2 separate regions of the Mus musculus genome follow, and region 2 is linked to region 1. A link is a contact called in public capture Hi-C data. All regions are on one chromosome and are shown on one strand. Each heading gives the region's core, a stretch centred on a gene start, on an enhancer-like site or on the middle of the called end of the contact. The rest is flanking DNA. Distances are from core to core; before and after follow the strand shown.

Region 1 (5,626 bases), core at 1,304-3,803:
GAGTTAATTTGGCTACAGGAAGGTAGAATTCCTTGGCTAATCAGTCATTCACCTTTAGGACATATTGATTTGCTAATGTAAGCAACTGAAGGGAATACTTAACTTTGGCCATTTAGCTCAGGGTATGGGGGAGCCAAAAGTTTGTTATAGGTATTTGCTCAAGTCTCTAGAGCTTCCGGGCAGACGACAGAACATCCTGGGAGTTCATGAGAAGAGCTAACTCACTTATAGAAGGTAGAAGTAACCAGGCTCCCTTTCAATAATTCATTTTCATGGGAAATGACCCAGTCCATAAGATCTGCTTTAACATTTGTGAGGTTAGTGCCTGTGACCTAATTCACTACTCACCAACATTGTCATACTGTAAAGGTCCATGATTCACAGAAGAATGATACCCCAAATTCAAATAGTATGTATACACAAAGAGCATTTTATTCTGCAGAAGTCTAGCATGCTGGGGTCTACCATCTACCATGACAGAAACATCCAGTGAGCTCAAAGGCCTGATTTAAAGCACATTAGAGGAATTCCAGGGATGGGTAGGTGACCTCTATCTTAATCATTGGCTCTATCTCTAGGGACATTCCAGAACCAGTGCTGAGATGTAGGGGGCTAGAAACTGTTGGTGGGGAAGTTTGGAAACTGTTGATGACCTATTGTTCTTACCTCGGGTCAGGTGATGGGGTAGGGCAGGTTCTGAGGTCTTGGAAACAGAGATTAAGGCCTAGTCTTCTGAACTACCAATGTGAAGTCTGTCATGGAGTCAGCCTAGCCTGACTTAATACAATATCTCTAGGATATGAACCTGGGTGGGGTGGGGGTCAACCATACTCAACAGTGACTTATGAGTCTGAACATTTTACTGAAGTTATGTTAGGATAATTAGCATACCCAGTTTCTCAAAACAAGAAGCTGATAAAGTTTAGGTCTGTAAATTTACAACTAAGGAAAAAAAAAAGCTGATTCTTTGAAGTATTGTTTTCTTACCTGCCCTTTAGCAGTAAATACAAGTTTTTCTCAGCATTTATGCAATAACTATGGCCAAGAAAATATACAGCTTATGCTTTAACTGCTAATCTTTGAAATTATCCTTTTACCACCACAGTTTATTATATTACTTCCCAGGAGAATGGCAATACCCACTATATTTGAGAAGATTTTGATAATGAAAAAGTGAGATACAGCCAGAAAGTGAAGAGTTTCAGAGTACCCTACTAGACCTTGTGAGCTCATAGGCCAACAAAGAATCTACTTTGCCAAGAAAACTACCAGATATTTAATTAGAGCTGTTGACTTACTTCATAGTACTGGGCCACACTCAATTTCACCTCACTTTGGGTGGATCAATTATGTGGTTTTAGCTGTAGGTTCTGGATTCACAGTGAGGTATTTTGATGAATGAATATCATTAACATGACACTGTTTAGTAATTAAGCTTAAAGTCCTTGAGTCTTGGTAAGTATGCTTTCTTTAAAATGCTATTTTAACTGTGGTTATCCCCAAAATAAGGAATTATATACTCACAAGGAAGTAATAAGCAATCATGCTACTGTATTGAGACCTAGGTTCATGTTCATGGTAATTTGGGGCTCAGTGAGCACAGGAGTGTTGATCAAACTGTGTAAAGATTTACAACATCTCCATTTGATTCTGTTCTGTCAGGATAAAAAGAAATTTTAAGAAGAGGTTTCCTAAAACAAAATATGTTTGGAATATAGATAAGCAAGTGAATATAATAACACCTCTTTATTAATTTCTACTTTAGAATTTTAAAATAGATTTGAGTTTTTGTTTAACTCTATTTGTAGTAGACTATAAGACCAATACTAGTAGTTGTTTGGACAAAGGACTTTGGACAAAGGACTGAGGTATGTATTTTACATATCAAAGCAGAACTGGCCTTCAGGTTCTCCCAGCATTCCCCAATCCTTACCTGACATACCTTGCCCCCAATCCTAAACTCCCAGCCCAGGAGCTGGGCTGCCATTCCCTCAGAGGCTTTTCCTATATAACCCAGACATTTTTGTCTTTCTTGCTCTCTTCTTCTTCTCTTTTCTCTGTACTCATGCTCTTTCTCTCTTTCTCTCCTCCCACTTCCCCTTGGAGATTCCCCTGGCCTCAATCCTAATTCCTAACTAACCTGCCTTTAATCTAATCTAATCTATTTTGAAATGGATCTTTTCATTGACATTGGAGATATAACCTATCAGTAATTATTATGGAAATATGAGGCTATGCTTAATGTTTTGAATATTAAGTATCAAAACCAAAAGATAGAAACTTTGATTTAAATAAAACCCAGCAATTTACCTATGGGTTAAAAGAAAGCAGGCACATTTAAAGCTGAAATATTCTAGCTGTAGAGACCAGCTGAAAGTTTGAATTCTTTTATTTGTCTCTCTTAAATCTGACTCAGCCTGTGCAGTATATGGATGGCTAGGTGGCAGCAAACAGCTTACAAGTGCTAGCAGGAAGTGAGCCAGACACTGTAGGAGCCCAGTGGAGGTGTTGAGAGCGGTGTGTTCAGCTCTCTGCTGAGCTAAATTATGTTGATGCCTGGGAGTGGCTGCTTCTCTCTGGCCTCTATTCTCCTCTCAGGTCTGTGTTAAGAATCAGCTAGAGGCATCAGATCCCTGGTGGGTTGGAGTTCAAGGGCTTGTGAGCCACCTGGCCTGGGTGATGGGAACCAAGCCTCTCATCCTCTAAGTCTCCCTCCAGTCCATTTTTCTTTTTCTATTGTCTCCTCCTTTCTATAATTAGATGATATCTTTAAATTGATACCCGCTAATAACAGGCTTCTTCTTCTTTTTTTTTTTAATTCTTGAGATTATAATGAAATTATATCATTCCTCCCTTCCCTTGCCTGGCCCCAAACTCTGTCTGTCATATACCCACTTCCTTGTCTTCTTTGAAATTCGTGACCTCCCTTCCTCTTTCTTGTTATTGTTGTTACAAGTATATATGTGCAAGTGTGTGAATATGTGTGTGCATGTATGCCTGTGGGGGTGTGTGGGGGTGTATGTACACATGCACACGCACGTGCACATGTGTGTATGTGATTGTGTCTTTTCCTTCCCTGTTATACTTGAGTTGCTAGGCTGACCATTTGATATTGGATGATCAGTTGGTGTGCTCTTAACTAGGGAAGATTTTCCACCCTTACCTCTGTAGTTGTCTATGGGCCTGTTTTAGCATGGCTGCTGTTGGAGCTTCAGTTGTCTCTGGGTAAACGTAGATTCTCTATGCAGACTGGGACGGAGACAGCATTCAGTGTAACCACCTTGACTGTGTACATGATAGTTGTTAATGAAAAAAAAAAAACAAAACAAGTGAAAAGTTAAAGAGCATAATTGCATACAAAAAGTCAGGCAGGACTTGCAGATAAGGTACAGTGGCATTGTACTTGTCTTACTTGTAAGACACCCTTCATTTGATCCCAGCACTATAAAGATAATAATGTTAGGCAATCAGACAAATCATCATTTCTTTTCCTGCCTCAGGGGTCCAACATTACTGACACCTGTACTGAGATGCTGATGTGTGGAGTCCTAATGAAAATTTCTTCCGGAAATATTCAAGAACGAGTGTTTTTTCTTTTTGATAATCTTTTAGTATACTGCAAAAGAAAACACAGGTAAGCTTATAAAAATTCACATTTTGGAATTATTATTTTGATCTTACAGGATCCCCACAGGAATCCTAGAACTCATCTCACTAATAACCCATTTCAGCCCAGCCTGCTTGCTTGCTTTCTTTACCTGCTGGGTAATCATGGCCAATGACTCAGTATCTCTTGTGACTTTCCCCCAACAGCTCTTTCAAGGGGAGGCATAACCTATCAGAGATGTTGGTGTGTTCCCCCTTTCTTAGTTAGCTTCTGAGCCATTTCTTCCTGTATCTGTAGGAGAGTTGGCAATGTGAGATTCTGTTCATATGTTTTCCCAATTGATCACTCACAGAACATAGTGTCTCTGCTTTGATCTCTGATCAATTTCCAGTCTGCTTCTGTCATCATCCAGGCTATTTTCAAAATTCCTGTACGTGACACATTGAGAACCTTGGGCCCCCATTCCCTTCCCTGTTAACACCTCTGCCACCAGTCCTATGCTGGTACCTGAAGCTTGTTAGCACTAGCAGTTATGAATTTGAACCTCCACTTTAATCATCCCATCCTGAAAGCTAGTGTGTCTATCATCAAATCCAGAACTTTTGCAAAATTATTATCAGTATACTGGTGTAATGTGATCTTATCGTCACCCAGAAAATTACTGAAAGGTTATATTGAAGTAAAATCTTATTATGTCTATAGTAGATATCCTTATTCACAATGCAGACTGCACAGTGGCTAGAAATGGGAATAACTTGATCAGTAATTCTCAACCTGTGGGCTGTGACCCCTTATATATCCTGCATATCAGATATCCTGCATGTCAGCTATTTAAATTATGATTTATAACAGTAGGAAAAGTACAGTTATAAGTAACAATGAAATAATCTTATGGTTGGGAGTCATGACAACATGAGGTACTGCACTAAACAGTCACAGTGTTAGGAACACTGGGAACCACTGAACTAGATTGAGGTGTCCTTTCTTCCAACATAGAGAAGCCTGTGAATAATTCCTTCAACCAGAAACAACCCAGATCGTTCACAGGCTTCATCAAGCCTTTGGAGGCCTAGAACTACTTTGAGAGCAGAGTAAACTGAATTCTCCTTCAACATCCCATAATATTGCAATCACAAGAACCAAGGACAATGCATTCATCTTCATGCCCTAGGACTTATTTTTGCATCTGAGTATTGCTCTACATATGAGCTTCTAGCAGGTCAGTTTCTCTGAAGATGAATCAGAAGAACTAATTGACTTTGCTTGGCAGGTCTTGTAAAAGCAAAGCAAAACAAAACAAAACTAAAACAAACTAGAAATTCTCAGCTCCTGAAAAGTGAGAATCAGAGGTGTGAGATCTCCAATGTAGCATTTAAACCACCAGCTTCAGCATCTGTCGTGTAGGCTTGACCGTGTGAAGTCTGACACTGAGGAAATGTACACGACCACCACTGCTATAAAGTCTTTACTTTCATGCTTTATTTTAACTTAGTGTTGTTTTAATTCATATATAAAGGGCTTGTGATGTAACTCTCTTGGTAGAGTACTTTTATAGCAATCAAGAAACCTGAGTTAGATACCCAGCATCAAATAAACTGGGTACTGTAGCTGGTCTTAGCAAGTTTGTCAGTTCTTCTTTTTCTCATCCTTTATCCCCTCTCCATTTTCACCTCCTATCACTGGATAGAAGAGAAAGAAGGATAGAGGGGGGGGGGGGAGAGAGAGAGAAAGAGAGAGAGAGAGAGAGATATCTGAATCTAATTTTCTTCTTTCTTCTTTGCTTGTAGTTGGTCTTTAGAGCTTTGTGGGTCTCCTTTGTCCCCGTCCTTTATCTCCCTGATTTCACTGCCTTTCTCTAGATAGGAGAGAACAAAAGAATAGATGGGAGAGAGAGAGAGAGAGAGAGAGAGAGAGAGAGAGAGAGAGAGAGAGAGAGAGAGTGAGCCTCTCTGAATCTAATTTCTTTCTTCTTTTGTTTCTTCTTTGTACTAGCAAACCACAACCAACCCCCTTGAATGA
Region 2 (4,954 bases), core at 1,427-3,926, 470 kb after region 1:
AAGGACTTATACTAAGTGTGAAGTAAACATGTTTCAGCAAGGAGCCCTGGTATTTAAGAAAGAACTCTCCCCAAGAAAATTCCTGGGAAGGACACAAAAAGTAGAAGAAACCCACAATATTTTAAGTTGGAAGGAAGGAAGGAAGGAAGGAAGGAAGGAAGGAAGGAAGGAAGGAAGGAAGGAGGGAGGGAGGGAAGGAGGGAAAGAGGGAAGGAGAAAGAAAGGAAGGAAGAGAGGAAGGAGGGAAGGAATGAAGGAAAACAAAAGTAATAAAGGTGTCTGAGGGGGTGGACAGAGTTGACAGGCATCTCTATGATTGTCTTGCAAGTTGGCTTTGACTCTGAGAACCTCAGGAAACACCTGCTTTTCCCTCCTTTAGCGTGCAGCGCCAGCAGGTCCTGACAGACACCACTGAGTTTATTTCCTAATATGCTTTCATAAGTAGAATGGACATACCTTTATTTTTTTTTAAAGAACCAATGAAAATTCACAACATTGAATAGGTAACACACTAGATTTATTTCTAGAATTGTTGTTGTTTGTAGCACAAGGTTATCAAGGATTGCTTCTAAAACTATCTTGTAAATCTCTTTTGAATCCCAGGTATCGCGATTTCAGATGAACTTGATAAGGTAAGCTGAGCTCTGTATCTAATGATTAAATGCAGGACTTAAGTTTGAACCCACCTCTCAATTATTTTTTCTGAAACATACAAAATGTCCCAAGATAGTTTATTTGGTTATAATATGTTAACACTTTGATAATTCTTAATGAAAAATGATGATGATAATGGTGATGATGATAATGATGACTATTCTGATGATGGCAATGTTGATGGTGGTAACCATAGTGATGATGATGATGGTGCTAACCATGATGGTAACGATATGGAAGGAACTTGACATTTTTTACCTCTACCCTTCCTCATTAATGATTTTTGTTTGCTTGGTTTAGTCTGAAGCACTGTGACAGTTGCCTGCCGGGGTGATGGGAGTAGTGTGAACAGAGATATGTAGATTAGATATATATCCCCAATGGGAGCAGTGTGAACAGCGATACATAGATTGGATATATATCCTCGCAGTAACACCTGTAGCACTCACCGCTCTTGGGGGCTCTGCAGTCACAGAAGTCAGGCAGTGACTCCTGAGTTGTGAAATTTGGCTTCTACTCAAACTGCAGTGACCAGGAAACAGTTGGGAACAGTTGGGCTGTTATGAAGAGTTCTCTTTGTGTGAATTCATTTTGAACTGTCTATTAAACATGTTTGTACAGTTGGTGCTCACAGAGCAGATCTGTTTCAAACAACATGCTTGTGAGTCATCTGGATCTAAGTTTTCAATGTCTTTTAGTCGAAGGACCCTTATAGCTCATCAGTATTGCAGAGGTCACTAAAGACGTTGACTTCATGCACATTCCATCTGGCAATATTTGCCATGTGAGAAATTCAAACAGATAAAATTTTATGTGTTTGTTATTTTTAAATGGTATTAAGTAAAGTTGTTGCATTTTCAAAACAACATATCAATGAAAAATACCTTATTTTCCAAAACAAAATATTACCGAAGAAGAGGTCTTTGCATCCTATAAACCTCTTTTATACTGAGAACAGTTGAAAGCTGCTGAATTCTCCTATCCTTGTCTTCATTTAATATACTACAATTTTCACCTATGGATGGAAGAAATCTGGCATTAGAAATGTAGTTAGAAGTGGATGACAGGGAGAGAGCCATCATTGATAAAAGGCTGCACAGATTGAGACGATATACATCACTACATGTAAAAATAGCAAAGAACAGTACAAAAGTACAAATGGTATTGTTCATACCAAATAGTAATACAACTTTGATATTTTTAAAATGTATGTCTGAGTCGCTTAAAAAAAAAAAGCCCAAAAGTCTGGATATACTCTTTGACAAGGTTTCTGTCAGTAACCATCATGGTGTTTTAAACCTAGTTTTAAACCTAGTTGAATAGCTATGTATGGAGAACAGCAAGTGGAGGGAGAGCCAGCTGCACTCTCCCACCTTTGTACATCATTTCTACTCTCTCTCTCTCCCTCCTTCCCTCCCTCCATCTGTCTGTCATTCTCCCTCCCTCTCTCCCTCTCTTCCTCTCTCCCTCTCCCCTTCCCTCCCTCTCCCCCTCTCTCCTTCCCTCTCCCTCTCCCAGTCCCCCTCCCCCTTTCCCCCCTCTCCCTCTCCTTCCCCCTCCCCTTCCTTCTCTCTCTCTCCCTCCCTCTCTCCTCCCTCATTCCTTGCTTTCCTAGGTCATGAAAAATGTTCACAATTTGCAAAAACTTAAATACTGTGGCCTGCTCTTGCAGATCCCTGCCTTTTTTCCCCTCTAAGCTCCCCTATACAACCTGGACACCTGACCTGTAACTAAGAACTTGTGGAGCTTTCACTGACTGTCCCACCTCCCCTCCTCCTGAGTAACGGTGAAATTGTTGTACTTTATTGATGAGCTCAAGGACTCCCCTCTCTCTTATTAATCTCTTTTAAATTAATTTATCAATTTACTTCACATATCAATATCAGCCCCCTCCTCCCAGTAGCCCTCACACAGCTCCCCTTCCCTTCTCTGAGAAGAGATAGCCTTCCCCTCTGATGTAACAAACACTCCCCTCCCCAACCCCCATCCTCTCACTGAAGCCAGGCAAGGCAGCTCAGATAGAGGACCTGGATCCACATGTGGGCAACCAACTGGTTCAGGTCCAGCCCTGCACTGGTTGTATCTTCACTGAAATGGATTTGGATATCACGAGAGTGACTTAGGTCTGCCTTGACACGTGCTCAGATGCCTTCCACCTCCAATGTACATCCCTTCCCACACGCTTTCTTCTCAGTACTGGGCGAGGAGGCAGGGAACGGTAGTCCAATCCACAAATCTACACAACAGTGCTCATTTTAGTCACTTAATCTAATACTTGTTTCTGAAAACTTCATGAAAATTTACAATGTTTATTTCAATTGAGGGAAACAGTAATTTTTCTTTTTGAAAAGATATTTAAAAAGATTTTTTGTCAGTGAACAAAATCTTGATGACTTTCATCTTGATGCCGTTCATATTTGATGTTCAAGGAGAGGGTAGAGGATCCCAGGCTTTCAAGAAGACCCAGACCCTCTGCCAGTCGCGCGGAAGCATCACTGTCCCGCAGCACCCCCGTGTGGCCATAAAACTCACAGTTTTGAATTTTCTTGACCTAAAAAAGATCCAAGTTCAGACACCTGTAAATACAAGACTTTTTATTTTTATTTTATTATTTTTTAAAATTTTATAGTAGTTCTTTTTTAGGGGAAAGAATTTCTAATATAATCATAATGTTTCTACCTTTCCTTTGCTTCCTTGAATTCCTCCCATATAATCTTCTCCACTCTCCTTCAAATCCATGCCTTCTTTTCCACCCATAAGTACATTCACACACATAGTATGTGTACATATATTAGAAATCCTTTCCCGTAAAAAAGAAATACTACAAAACTTTGAGAAACCAGTCCTGTTCAGGTATGCCTTCTGGAATCTAAATACATATCTCACTGTCTGTCTGTCTGTGTGTCTGTCTGTCTGTACTGATACTAGGTTCACATAGGCCAGGATAGCTTTGAACTCACTCTATTAAGCTGTGTAAAACCTTGGCTTTCTGATCCACTCACATCCACAGTCCTAGCCCTAGAAATGCAGATATGCATTACTAAAGCTGGTTTGTGTGTGCTAGGATCCTGGCATTCAAGCCCTCTAGCAACTAAGCTGTGGCCCTTCTAGCTTCTCTTACTTTTCTTGCCTCCCTCACATTTTATACTTTTCACTTGGAAAAAGCACCCAGATCAACTGCTTTCTCAGTCTCTGATGCTAGGATGTTTTACTTAAGATGAGTCAGCAGAGGAAACGGGCAGAATCTGCCTGGAAGTTTTTCCTAGAACTTCTGCGGCCTGCCAAACTACGTACCTATGCCCAAGGCTAGAATTCATTCTCGGTCTTATGCCTCACATCTGTACTTCATGCTTAATTTTCCGCTTTGCTGTTCAGATGCTACACTGTACTCACCAAAGTCTAGAGGAGTAAGTGGGGTCAAAAAGACAATGCCTCTAGGTGGTAAAGTCTGTTTATTTTCATGTTCCTGGCCGACCGTCTAGCCTTCCTAAGTCATTCTTGAATATGCCTAAGAGCACACAGTGACTTCATGGAAATGTGCCTTCTGATCAGACACTATGTGTATCTGTATTTTTTCATCAGAAAAGAAGAAACCACCCATATCAATCAGCATGGGACTGACTCTTGAGTCTTTCATTTCAGAAATATGTACCATGTCCTGCTCCTGCAAGGAATTGTTTACAAATGCTGGTTCATTGTCCCTCATTTAGATGGCAACTATTTTAAAAATGACATGAATTTCCCCTTGAAAACAAATTTATAAGCACAGCTAAATATTGAAAGTATGAAATATTAAAAATATGTATGAAAAAAACTTTCAAAGGGAATAGAACATGAGGAAAGCACGGACCTCCCACACAGTGTGGCACCAAATGATAGACCTCCCACAGTGTGGCACCGAGTTTCTGTGCTTTTCCTCCACACAAGGAAACTGTGTGTCTCACTGTCACCACCACCCACAAGATGAAAGCAAAGCATCAGTTTGGGGACCCATCATGCCTCCTGCCCAGACTTAAGAGGATCATCTCTCATTTACCCTTTGCTGTATCATGCATTCAATAGTGTTCTCAAAAACAGCCTTAAACACTGTATAACAAGGAATGTAGTTATGGGGTGAGGGGGCTGTTTATGGGGATGGAGAAAACTTAAAAAAAATCACACCCTGATCAATGGTGTCCTCCAATATATGTAAAGAGTCCCTAAGTCTAATAACACAAAGCAGTCAACTAGGTTAAAATCAGGCAAGTGATGTGAATAGATGCAGAATGTCACTGTCCATTAGAAGAACTCAAAGCAAAGC

Evidence for each region. Capture Hi-C pulls out chosen DNA fragments and counts their contacts.
Region 2: a capture Hi-C map of embryonic stem cells shows a contact between it and region 1, with 6 times the contacts expected there. The contact joins two enhancer-like sites. A contact is called at or near these places in 2 of 115 datasets of contacts at active chromatin or transcription factors (both in embryonic stem cells) and 1 of 9 other capture datasets (embryonic stem cells).

The regions. Positions count from the first base shown.
Region 1 is chr1:11,094,963-11,100,588 of GRCm38.p6, forward strand. It overlaps Prex2 (phosphatidylinositol-3,4,5-trisphosphate-dependent Rac exchange factor 2), which reads left to right. Exons shown (of 40, transcript NM_029525.1): 7 at 3,501-3,634. Among named protein-coding and RNA genes, the nearest start is that of Gm24173, 36 kb to the right of the region's middle. Within about 2 kb of position 2,554, at least 28 of the 459 cell types and tissues checked have an H3K27ac peak or open chromatin away from gene starts, as enhancers often do. A contact at or near this core is called in embryonic stem cells, where this site is marked.
Region 2 is chr1:11,562,360-11,567,313 of GRCm38.p6, forward strand. It overlaps A830018L16Rik (RIKEN cDNA A830018L16 gene), which reads left to right. Exons shown (of 14, transcript NM_001160369.2): 5 at 604-632. Among named protein-coding and RNA genes, the nearest start is that of A830018L16Rik, 150 kb to the left of the region's middle. Within about 2 kb of position 2,677, at least 5 of the 459 cell types and tissues checked have an H3K27ac peak or open chromatin away from gene starts, as enhancers often do. A contact at or near this core is called in embryonic stem cells, where this site is marked.